Regions from separate parts of the Sus scrofa genome. Here region 1 is linked to region 2. A link is a contact called in public Hi-C data. All regions are on one chromosome and are shown on one strand. Each heading gives the region's core, a stretch centred on a gene start, on an enhancer-like site or on the middle of the called end of the contact. The rest is flanking DNA. Distances are from core to core; before and after follow the strand shown. Region 1 holds the start of ANKRD40 (ankyrin repeat domain-containing protein 40). Region 2 holds the start of LRRC59 (leucine rich repeat containing 59).

Region 1 (3,193 bases), core at 250-2,749, 300 kb before region 2:
AATTGTGCTAAAAGGCCCAGTTCCAGCACTATGCACGTCAGCTTCCAATGGAATATGATGCTGGATCTGAGAATTAAAATTTAAATTGGGAGCAAATAAAAAATGTCAGCTCAAGCAGAGTTCCAATTTACCATATGGTCGATTTCAGGGTGCAGGCAGTTTATATTCAGCACTACCTGGTGTGCACTATGTACTGTGTGAACGACTATCATAATAAACAAATAATAATGGTTTTTCTTAAACAGTAGCAAGAAAAATGCTTGCTGTGCAAACCCTGGGCTGCCCCCAAGGGAGGGAATTGAAAACTCCATGCCTAAATGTGTCACTTCCTATTTCGTCTCCTCTCTGATTTCAGTCCTTCCTCCTTTCCACCCCAGGTTTATTTCCTTAATCCTCCAGACCCCATCTGCAAGCTTCCATCCTGTGCCACATTGGAAGATCTCTCCCAGGCACCTGGGCTCAGCAAAGCCGTCCTTTTTTTTTCTCCTGCTGGGTAGTAAAGCAGTGCCAGCCCAGGCTCTGAGCCTCATTAAATTGATTAGGCAAAGAGTCAGGTAAAATGCTGTCTATACTTGCTCCGTGGCTCTGGCCAGCTCCGGATTATCAGGGAGGGGGATAACTCCAAAGCCTCTTTGGTGTTCTTCTTTTCTTTTTTTCCTTACATGGCTTTTGCGAAGGGTAATTAATTGTGATTACACGCAGTAATAAATTACAATGTATAGGCCTTGCGCACAATCTGTTTTTTTCCTGAAAGCCACGTTAGAAGAAATCTGTCTAAAATGAGATGTAAAACAACAGCAATTGAAATAATCGAAATAGGAGTTCCCGTCGTGGCGCAGTGGTTAGCGAATCCGACTAGGAATCATGAGGTTGCGGGTTCGATCCCTGGCCTTGCTTAGTGGGCCGATGATCCGGTGTTGTCGTGAGCTGTGGTGTAGGTTGCAGACGCGGCTCGGATCCCGAGTTGCTGTGGCTCTGGTGTAGGCCGGTGGCTACAGCTCTGATTCGACCCCTAGCCTGGGAACCTCCATATTCCGTGGGAGTGGCCCTAGAAAAGACAAAAAAAAAAAAAAAAAAAAAAGAAAGAATCGAAATAAAAGGTTCCAAGCACTGTCAAAGGAAGAAAAAACCGTGTAGTCTATTTCCGCAATAATGGGTGTATAATAGAAGGATCGGTTTCACCTCATTTTCCCATCCTGCTGGGCAAGAGTTGGCTCAGATAAGGAAAAAGAGCCAAACACACCAGTTATTTCTGATGCCCGGTAAACAGCCTGCGCCAGAGGAGAAGGCTTTCTGGCTCTCAAATAAGAGTTCTTCGCTTTACTTGTGTCTGTTCTCCTCCCTCCGAGCTGCGTGGTGGGGAGTTCTAAAAATAGTCGGTGAATCACCGCAGATAATACCGTGCAGCCGTTACATAAAGCGCCGGCCCGCGCGGGAGCCGGGGCCGAGGGTAGGAACGGAAAATATCTGGGTCACGGTTGTCACTCTGAATAAGTTCCCCCGGAGCCGGCCTGCGGGAGGCGCGGCCGGGAGGAGGCTTGGGCCCGCGGGCCGGGAACAGCAGGGGAACGGCGGGCGGCCCGCGGGAGGGAGCCGAGGCCCGGGTCGGGCGCGGGAGGCGGCGCGAGCGGGGCGGGCGAACTCCGCGCGGTCTCCCCATGGCGGGGAGCGGGCCGCCGCGGCGGCGACGCTGACCGGCCGGGGCGGGGCGGGGCGGGGGCCTGGGGCCGAGGGAAGATGAGCGCTCTGCTAGAGCAGAAGGAACAGCAGGAGAGGCTGCGGGAGGCCGCGGCCTTGGGGGACATTCGGGAGGTGCAGAAACTGGTGGAGAGCGGGGTGGATGTGAACTCCCAAAATGAGGTCAACGGCTGGTAAGTGGGGAGCGGGGGAGGCCTAGGGTCAGCGCTGACAGCCCGGGACGCGACCTCGGCCTAGCGCTGCCCCAGACGCCCGCTTAGGCGTGGCCGGGCGCTCCGGGCCTCCGAGGCTGTGCGCCCTGGAGGCCAGCCCTGGTCCCCCTGCTTCGGGTAGTCTTCGGCGCGTCGTGCCCAAGTCCCGGCCCACGTGGTCCTGCCCCGGCAGCGCCCACCCGAACCCTGGCGCCCCGCCGTTCCCCCCCCCACCCCCTGCCCCAAAACGTGGCTGGAACGGCGCTGGCTGCGAATTCTCACCCTAAGATGGAGCTCACCCCAGTTTGAATCCTCAATTTTCCTGAAGAACACATCTGTGCAGAGCAAAAAGCATAAAACAACTGAGCATATATGAATCTTATAAACTAACAATTTCTTTTCCCAAGACTAGGGAAAAAAAATCACTTGTATTCTTCGTGGGCTTCCCCTCTCACTACAGCAGTGATTTGCTGCTACCTCCAGCTGCCTGTTGCAGGAAGACTCATTCATTTATTCTATAGAGTGTTTTGTTTTGTTTTCTTAACAACAGTTTCAAATATGAGACTTTATCCAAGACTTTAGATGCCTGCCTGCCATGGAGTTCTTCCCAACTAATAAGAAGTCTCAGTTTAAGATGTGCTGGTGGTGAAATGTTTAGTATTAAGTTACAGAATGTGGTATTATTCTGCTCTCTTAACATCTAAATTTTAATTTTTTTACTTGGTCCAGGTAATGCTTAACCAGCCTATTTTGCTAGCTGAGAGTTAAAGTGAGTTTGCAAATGTTATTTACCTATCTGTCTATCTATTTATTTCTGGCTGCCCCTGCAGCATTAGGAAGTTCCCAGGGCAGAGATGGAACTGCGCCACAGCAGTAACCAGAGCAGTGACAACATCAGGTCCTTAACCTGATGAACCACCAGGGAACTCCACAAATGTTTTATTTTTTAAAGGGGAATCATACATTTTAAGACCAAAAGGGACGTGGGAGATGGGTTCAACCCCAGAGAATAACTTGCCCTAGGTCACACAACAATTTTAATAAAATAGCCAGGACCAGAATCACCATTTCCTAACTTCCTCACAAAGCCTACCTAACCTCCCTCCCTACCCTAAAGAAAATAGCCTGGGTGTCTGTCCGGAAAGCCAGGAGACAGTAGAAACTGCCTTTTTGTTTTGTTTAAAAGTGTTTGCAAACTAGCTTGCTTTTCTGTGTGTGCCATTTCTAGCATTGCTCTGTGGTTCATGAGCTGTCTTCATTGTTTTGGCACTGGGAGGCAGTGTTGTGTAGAAGAACGAGCCTGC
Region 2 (2,909 bases), core at 73-2,572:
TCTATCAGCCGGGTACCATTATAATGCTTGTTTGTAGGTAATGTATGGTGACTGCTTAAGGATTCATAAACCCCAGGGAAGGTTTCCTGAAGGACTAGGAATTAGCTAGGTAGCAAAGGTAGGTCGGAAGGCAGGGCCATTCCAAGACCAGGGAAGGTGTGGATGCCACCTACTGGAAGTCTCTGAAGTATCCCTGGCTGGGGCCAGGGCTTGTCAGAAAGTTGCAGGAACACACAGGATTCAGTCTAGAAAAGAGAGTGGTCCATATCCTACAGACAGCTGGAGGTTTGAAGGGTTTTAAGCAAAGGAGAGACTTGGCTAGATTTTTAGAAATATCATGTGGGCAGCTGGGTGGAGGTGGATGAGAGGTAGAGACACTGTGAGTAGTAATCCAGGCGTAAGTTGCTGGTCCCAGGGCTTGGGGAGGTAAGGAGGAGGTGAGAGAGAGAGGCAAAGTTTTCCGGACGATGATGATGATTTGGGGATTGTTAGTTAAATAGGGGACAGAGCAATTTTGAAGGACATCTAGTTTCTGCTCCTAATCCAGAAGAATGGGGAAAATCTGGTGAGGTAAGTTTTGGATGTGAGCTCCTCCAGCCCCCAGCCTTTTTTTTTTTTTTTTGTCTTTTTGCTATTTCTTGGGCCGTTCCCGCGGCATATGGAGGTTCCCAGGCCAGGGGTCCAATCGGAGCTGTAGCTGCCGGCCTAGCCTAGGCCAGAGCCACAGCAATGCAGGATCCGAGCCGCGCCTGCAACCTACACCACAGCTCACCGCAACGCCGGATCGTTAACCCACTGAGCAAGGGCAGGAACCGAACCCGCAATCTCATGGTTCCTGGTCGGAACCACTGCGCCACGACGGGAACTCCAGCCCCCAGCCTTTTTGCCTTCTGGCGTTGCCTGAGGCTACTGCCAGCCGGCGCCCTTCCCGCCACCCGGATACCCAGCTGCTCAGGGGGCGGGCAACAGAAAGAGCCTGAACCAGGAGTTCCCATTCTGGCGCAGAGAAAACCAATCCGACTAGTATTCCTGAAGACACGGGTTCCAACCCGCTCAGCGGGTTGGGGATCTCGCGTTGCAGTGAGTTGTGGTGTAGGTCGCAGACACGGCTGGGATCCCGCGTTACTGTGGCTGTGGCATGGAGAACTTTCATATGCCGCGGATGCCCTAAAAAAAAAGAGCCTGAACCGGCGCCCTCGGCCGTGCCCGGGACAGCAGTGCGCCATCCTGTGCGCCAGAGGGCGCTCCCGAACATGCTCTGGCCGCTCTGGCCCAGCCTGTCTCAGTGGCCGCGGAAGGTGACGTGGACACGGAAGTGGTCGTCGTCGCGGCGGCACCGGTGGGAACGGGGTGCGGGGCTCAGAGTGCGGCCGGCGGGCGGACGGTCGGCGGTGATCTCGCACCTGCGGCGGCGGGGGACGTAGGCTTTGTCGGTTGAGTGCGCGTCCCCTCAGTCCACGAGCGGCTTCTCAGCCTTTCTCCTGCCCGTCGGAGCCCCGGGGCCGGGACCCGTTCAGCCGGCGTCACCATGACCAAGGCCGGTAGCAAGGGCGGGAACCTCCGCGACAAGCTTGACGGCAACGAGCTGGACCTGAGCCTCAGCGACCTGAATGAGGTCCCTGTCAAGGAGCTGGTCAGTACGGTCCCTCGAGGCCCAAGGCGCCGGTCCTCGACTGGCGCTGGCCCCTGGTGGGGGGGGGTCTCCTTCCTTCCCAAGCTTCAGTTTCCATGGCTTAAAACGAGGTGGGGGAAGTGGGACTAAGTCCTCGGGGAGGCCGCGTCCAGCCCCAGCGTTCTTCCTGGGATGTACACGTGTCACTTTGGCGCAGGTCCAGAAGATGGGAGGTTAGCTGCTGGTGTAGCCATGGGCTTTTTACGGGTCAGGAGTGAATCTTCGTGCATTTCAAGAGCTTTCAGGGAACTTCGCTCCGTGCCCGACCCAGAGTAGGCGCCCACGGAGAGATTGCTTGATGTTTTGGGAGAATGAATGAACAAATGAATGAGTGACTCGTCAGAGTAGGCCTCCGGGTAGACCTGGGTGTGGCTCAGAACCAGGCCTTTCTAGGAAGCGACCAATCCCAGCTGGCTGTCCCAGCCTTGAGGCGTCCTTCCTTGAGAGTGAAATGTCACTGCTTGGTTGGCAAGGTCTCTTCCCAACTCTGAAACTGGCGGGAATCTGCACCAGGGTGGCCCCCCCCCCCCCACTCCCACAACCAGGAAAACAGGCTGAGGCCCAAGGGACATTACCTGACTAGTTTGTTGCCAAAGTGAAGTTAATGTACATCCTTGCTTTGCCCACCTAGTTCCCCACCCTTATCCCCCACAGTAGCGTCGCTTTGGATGACCTGCACTTTCGTCACTGTCTCTAACTGATCATATTTGCTTTTGGCACTTGGCCCAGTCTTCCCTCCACCTTGGCTGTGTAGTATCCAGGTTAGAATGGGATTCCCAGTTCGTAGATCAGCTGTATTGCTTAATGGCTTAGTACCCTTGGCAGGCTAGTTAACCTTTGAGCCTAGATTATCCTCCTTTATAACACGGTGATAGTTGTTGCTATCTCATAGGGCTGTTGGGAGGACTAAATACAATTGTAATGTAAACTACTTGGCAGGTAGCAAATGCTCATACATGTAGGTATTACCAAGGTGTGCTTCCCATTGTAATAGCTCAAACTTTTTTAGGTCGTCAGATGTCATTCTTGGGACTTTCTGACATTTGGAAAGTGCAGAGTTGACCCAATATCCTTAACCGAATATTTGCCTTCTTCCTGGCCCCAGGAAGATGGCCAGCCATGTGTCAGCCTGGCCCTAGGACTGCCATCTGAAAGCACTTACTCCAGGCATCTGGTTGACACAACATCGCCCCCGGGAGACGGAAGGATTAGTTTTGCTGAGCTTCTCCAAGCTGAA

What was found. Hi-C and Micro-C count contacts between places; a contact is called where the count stands out from the background.
Region 1: a Hi-C map of embryonic fibroblasts shows a contact between it and region 2, with 2.5 times the contacts expected there. The contact joins the promoter of ANKRD40 here to the promoter of LRRC59 in region 2. A contact is called at or near these places in 1 of 5 promoter capture datasets (liver), 1 of 47 Hi-C or Micro-C datasets (embryonic fibroblasts) and 1 of 2 datasets of contacts at active chromatin or transcription factors (alveolar macrophages).

The regions. Positions count from the first base shown.
Region 1 is chr12:26,994,066-26,997,258 of Sscrofa11.1, reverse strand. ANKRD40 (ankyrin repeat domain-containing protein 40) reads left to right here and starts at 1,499. Exons shown (of 5, transcript XM_003131571.5): 1 at 1,499-1,871. The coding sequence starts at 1,738.
Region 2 is chr12:26,692,680-26,695,588 of Sscrofa11.1, reverse strand. LRRC59 (leucine rich repeat containing 59) reads left to right here and starts at 1,322. Exons shown (of 7, transcript NM_001244951.1): 1 at 1,322-1,633. The coding sequence starts at 1,529.